2 separate regions of the Mus musculus genome follow, and region 2 is linked to region 1. The links are chromatin contacts, called in public HiChIP or PLAC-seq maps. All regions are on one chromosome and are shown on one strand. Each heading gives the region's core, a stretch centred on a gene start, on an enhancer-like site or on the middle of the called end of the contact. The rest is flanking DNA. Distances are from core to core; before and after follow the strand shown.

Region 1 (2,700 bases), core at 1-2,500:
CGCGGGGTCTGCATTCAGCAGCTAGTCAGTGTGCCTACCTTTGCCTTTTGTTATTCCCAAGTTGTCTGCCCTTGAGAAGCCACCACAGAGTTGTGGAAATGCACACTTACCCGGCCTCTGTATTTCCATAAGAGAAGCGAGTCAGAGCAACCTAGAAGTCTGAGTTTTGTTCTGTTTTGTAATGCTGGGGTGGAACCCCGGCCTCCTACATGCCAGACAAGCAACCTGCCATTGGACTACACCTTAGCTCTCAGGCATTTCTTAAAACAGTACTTTCTGTTTGTTTTGTTCTTCATACAAGGTCTCCTGTAGCCCAGACTGCCCTTAGGCTTGCTATGTAGCCAAGGATGGCTTTGGACTCCTGATCCTCACCACCATGCCCGGGCGTATGCCGTGTTGGTGATGGAGCAGAGCCTGGTGTATGCTAGCCAGGGATCCTACCGACTAAAACCCACCCCAACCCCGAGACAGTGCTTGAGGTCTTCCACCTTGCTTTTTATGTTTTAAAGTAAATGTGCTTTTAGGTCTCAAACATTTAAAGATCATGTACATCGTGGGAATAAAGAGTCAGAATAGTTCTCTCAAACCTATCACCGTATGGGGAGGAACTTACATTCACAGAATCGCCTGTGTCAGGACCCATAATAACCATTTCTTCCTCCTTGTCACCCACAGACATGCATCATTATAGCTGTGTTTATCCCTGACCTAATGAGTAATTGTTCTGTTTGGTTTTAGATCCGGGGTTTTCTGTCACGGTTCGATAATGTTCTTCCTGTCAGCCTGGCATTTGATAAATGTACAGCCTGTTCACCCAAAGTAAGTCATTTTACCTCTGAGCAATTTAACCTCATCCTAACCCACTCGGGCCAGTGGGGTGGTGCGTGCATGCGTGCGTGAGTAGAGGAAGGGAGCCCGGTAGGCTTGGTCCTGCTGCTGTTGATCTGCATTCATCCACAGAAGCCAGCTTGGGAAATCTCAGGTCCTAGTGTGCAGAGAGCCTGAGCTAGCTGCTGGGTCAGCTCTTGCTGTACAGTACTTTCAGTTTGGTCATAAAGCTCTCCTGAGTGTCTCGGTCCCCGCCTGAGGGGTTCCTTCCTCGCATCTACTCAGCAGTGCAGCTTCTTATGCTTTCCCCAGAAGGTGGGGGTTTCAGGCAGGCCCAGCTGTGTTTTGGAGATGTTCCTAATGCAAAGGAACAGCAAGCAGAGATGAGGGGCCTGGATTGGGAGGCCGGAACAAGGCCCCTTCCTCTTTGATCTTTCCAGCAGCTCTAAAAATAGAGCAGGGCTGTTGTCCACTGTAATGGGAACCGGCTGATGTATCTCAAAACGACATGGCATCTCAGTTTTTAATAGGCTCTGAGTTATTCTCGCATGTGTACTGTACGTGACAGCTGATTCCCTTTGGATGTCCCTTTAAGCCAGTGCTTCTCAACCTTCCTAATGCTGCGACTCTTTAGGACAGTTCCTCATGTTATGGTGACCGCAACCATAAAATTATTTTTGTCACTACTTCATAACTATAATTTTTCTACTGCTATGAATCATGATGTAAATATCTGATACACAACCCCTGTGAAAGGGTCGTTCCTCTCCGAAAGAGGTCACAACCCTCTGGTTGAGAGCCACCACTTTAAGCCTTCAACCTCCCCATCTCCAGCTCCTACTTGGGGTGCTATGCAGAGTAGCTTATGGGGGTCACTCATCCCAAGATGGCGTTTCTCAGAGGTCTGAGGTTTCCCTGCTATGCCTCCTGCAATGGGCAGAGCTGAGGGAATTGAATTCTAGGAAAAGTCTACTTAGAGTGGCTTCTGTCCTGACCTGTTTACCTAACAGTGGAATCTGGGATAGATAAGCCACAGTAATGGATTTGGTTAAATCTAGGCACTCCCGAGTGGAGAGTGGTTTGTTTTCCTTTCTGCTCTGAGAGTAAACTAAGCCTGCTTTATTGTTGGGCATCTCAAGTGCCTGGTTGAGATTGAAACCTTATAATTTGTGGGTAGATGACCTCTGAGCCCATTCTTCTTGCTGTTTCTCAAGGTATCCTGTATCCTCTTTGGCAGGACCCTGAGGGTGGTAATGTGCACATCTGTTTGCAGGGACAGGGTCTCAGGGCTGTGTGCTCCTTAGTGGAAATGTCTGTCTGTCTGTCTGTCTGTCTGTCTGTCTGTCTGTCTTTTCATTGTACGGCTGAACTAATTGCTCTCCAAATAACTTGGCTGGATTATTTTCAAACTGAAATCCTTTGGTGCCCATGCCAGAAGTGTCTCTGTGGCTTTATGTAGGTCTAGCTCATCAATGAAATGAAGATAATTGGGTTCTCAGAGAAATGTGAGCATTTGCTTTCCTGCTCTGTTTCTAATTAAATCAGCCCATAAGATGCTGTCTGTCTATAAAGAAGCCCAAGGGTACCTCAGGCTGCCCCTCTTTTTTCTTTAAGAAAGAATAGCTTTTTGTATTTTTGTCCTCCCTCCTTGGAAGCATGAGATTAAACACAGGTATGGTGTCTTTGTTACCAGAGTTATTTCCTGTCAGTGGCCATTCAGAGTCCTGCGTTACACAAACTTGCCAGGCGAGTTAATACAACCTGATGTGGATTTTCACAGCTGCACTGTCCCACAGCGATCACTTTTCATGTGGTCTGGATATTGGGTTTCCTTTGTGCCGAGAAGGCTGCACCTCTTTCCAGGAGAAGCCC
Region 2 (2,700 bases), core at 39-2,538, 120 kb after region 1:
TTATAGGGGGTCACTCAGAAGTCATGATTTGTAAATGATAGGGCCATCCATTCAAATCAGTCCCTCTCTGTTTGTCTTCCCCTGTCCTTGAAGGAGGAGAGGGGAGGATGTTCAGTCCTGATAAAATGATCCTCATACCTCAGTAGTAGTCCTCTTAGTACCTCGATGCACCATAGCATGGTAGCCACAGCTTTGTCCACCTATCCCATCCCTAAGCCTAGACCAGAACTGGGACCTTGTGACCTTCCTCACTTGAGTCTCGGAAAGTCCAGGCTGCCATTTCTCAGGGATCCCTGAGTGTGGACTTGCCTCTTGGAGGCTGGCTTCCCCATATCTGATTTATAGCGCTGCTCCTGCTCGAACTCGGAAGGAAGCATTCTAGTGATGCTGGCACGCAGCAGGCTACAAAGGTTTTAAAGTGTTGCTCTGGAAGCAAAATTGCCCCTCATGCTGTTAGAATAATTATACCCCAGTCCATCCCCCCACATAGCCAAATAGCAGTCGTGGAACCCAGCTCACATGGGAAGCCTGTGGAGGAAAGAAAGAACTGAAACAGAACCCAGCACAAGGCACAAGGACTGCAGAGGGCCTGGCGACCAGTCTTTAGTTTCCACATTGACCAGCAGTAGTCTCTTGGGTGCCCCAGCCCTTTCTTCTCCAGAAGCATGCACCCTGCATGCTCACACTGGCTGTGGTTTCAAGCTGAGCAGAAAGTACAGCTTTATCATTTTAAGTATGTAGCCCTAGGCCAAAACAGACAGGGCCATTTTCAAAACTCTGTTCAAAAGCATCTCCAGACATTCAGTTCCCTCTCGTAGCTGTCTCTCTCTCGCAAGGGACACCCTTTCCTCCCCAAGCCTTAGTCCTGATCTGTGCTCAGCTGCTGCTGGCTGCCTGGCTGTTTGGTGGGCTCCACCTAGCCCTGGCCAGCTGAGCCTTGCCTTAGCAGAAAGGCATCCAAACACAGCAGGTGAAGGGAGGCATTGCCTTCTGGCCACCAGCAATGAGGCCCTGGGAAACTAATACGGCATTTCCCTTGGAGTGTGGTGTCTTACAGAAATACAGAAGTACACATTTCTCAGAAAAGCAGAAGACTCCTAGCGAGGACTGTCTGTTTTCAATGTACTTAATAAATCCCAGGCAGTCCAGGTCTAGCAGGCCCACCATGGTCCTGTCATCTCGTAGTCTTTCTCTGTGAGCAGATGTTTGATCCAGTGCAGCAGGAACAAGCCTCCTATGTCCCACCTTCTGCTGGCTGAGTCACATCACAACTTAGTTATTTCCTGGGGAACCAAAACTAAAGCACCCTTTTGCTTTAGCTTGAGTGACTAATTTCACTCAGGAGAGATTCATGGCACATCATTCATTGGGGTTTTCCCTTCTCCTTTGTCCTGTGTTAGACACACTTGTTTGTTGTTGTGTGTAACAACTTTAAAAAGCCATATTTTTCTTTATATGTGTGTCTATGTGTAGAAATATGCATATGTGAGTGCAGCGTTCATGGTGTCCAAAAGAGGGCGCCAGGTCCCTTGGAGCTGGACTTATAAGCCATTGTGGGTATTGGAAGCCAAACTCCAGTTCTCTGCAAGAGGAGTGCATGCCCCTAACTGCCAAACACTCTAGCCCTGATACAGCATCTATCTAAGCAGCCAGTATTATTACCTCTTTAACATCATTAGTGGTCTAGGAAAAAACATCAGAAAATATCAAAAATTCTTGTAGCTATCCTGCATAAAATTAAGATGCTAGTTCTGTCCAAATTCTTTTGAAGAATTCTCTGGTGACCATTGATTTAGCTTAGTGAACTGCACAATGTGTTTATTGAAATGTTATTGTGCTTATTAAAATGTCATTACCTTGACCCTCTGTCTGCCAAGTTCATGGATAAAACTATGACAGCCTGTAAGCTTAATTCATACCCGTCATCTAGGCTCTGTCTAGAGGAGTCCTTTGACTTTGTTCAGTTGCTGTCATATAAACAATAGGATTGCTAATAATGTCTTTGGCTCTTTTGATTTTTTCCAAGTTATTACTGGTATACAGGAAATTTTGATTTTTATATGCCACCTACTTGGCAGTCTTATTAACCTTTCTTGTTTTAGTCAATTGAAAATTTTCTAAGGTTTCCCAAATTAACCATTCCTTCTGTAGATAACTTTTTTTTTTTTTTGGTTTTTCAAGACAGGGTTTCTCTGTGTAGCCCTGGCTGGCCTGGAACTTACTCTGTAGACCAGGCTGGCCTCGAACTCAGAAATCTGCCTGCCTCTGCCTCCCAAATGCTGGGACTAAAGGCGTGTGCTACCACTGCCTGGCTTATAGATAACAATTTTAAAGCTTTAGTTTTAAATTTTAATTTAATTTAATTTTATATGTATGGGTGTTTTGCATGCATGAATATATATCTGTGCACCACTCACGTGCAGTGTTCTCAAGGCCAGAAGACAATGTTGTGAGCCATCATGTGGGTGCTGGGAACTGAACCCTGGTCCACTGGGCGAGCAGTCAGTGCTCCTACCCACTGAACTGACTGCAGCCCTCTGTGCAGCGTGTTTTCTTGTCTATCGCATTGTCTGATTGATGCTGATCTCAGCCACAGTCGATGTCTTGCTTTGTCCTGACTGAACTGAGAGTTTTCTCACTGACTGAGGTCTCCGCTGGAGGTTTGGCTGCATGGAAGAAGCTTGTTTATAAGGGTCAGAT

The links. HiChIP or PLAC-seq counts read pairs in DNA pulled down with a chosen protein or histone mark.
Region 2: a contact with region 1 is called in an H3K27ac HiChIP or PLAC-seq map of microglia, with 7 times the contacts expected there. The contact joins two enhancer-like sites. A contact is called at or near these places in 2 of 39 promoter capture datasets (the 3T3-L1 cell line and the C10 cell line), 16 of 484 Hi-C or Micro-C datasets (the AML12 cell line, B cells, the C10 cell line and 11 more), 6 of 115 datasets of contacts at active chromatin or transcription factors (embryonic hindbrain, memory CD8 T cells, microglia and 3 more) and 4 of 9 other capture datasets (adipose tissue, embryonic stem cells, embryonic tail and 1 more).

Annotation. Positions count from the first base shown.
Region 1 is chr6:114,724,156-114,726,855 of GRCm38.p6, forward strand. Atg7 (autophagy related 7) reads left to right here. Exons shown (of 19, transcript NM_028835.5): 17 at 739-819. Among named protein-coding and RNA genes, the nearest start is that of Gm52917, 9.1 kb to the right of the region's middle. Within about 2 kb of position 1,251, at least 63 of the 459 cell types and tissues checked have an H3K27ac peak or open chromatin away from gene starts, as enhancers often do. A contact at or near this core is called in microglia, where this site is marked.
Region 2 is chr6:114,841,748-114,844,447 of GRCm38.p6, forward strand. All of the region lies in intron 18 of Atg7 (autophagy related 7), which reads left to right. Among named protein-coding and RNA genes, the nearest start is that of Vgll4, 79 kb to the right of the region's middle. Within about 2 kb of position 1,289, at least 20 of the 459 cell types and tissues checked have an H3K27ac peak or open chromatin away from gene starts, as enhancers often do. A contact at or near this core is called in microglia, where this site is marked.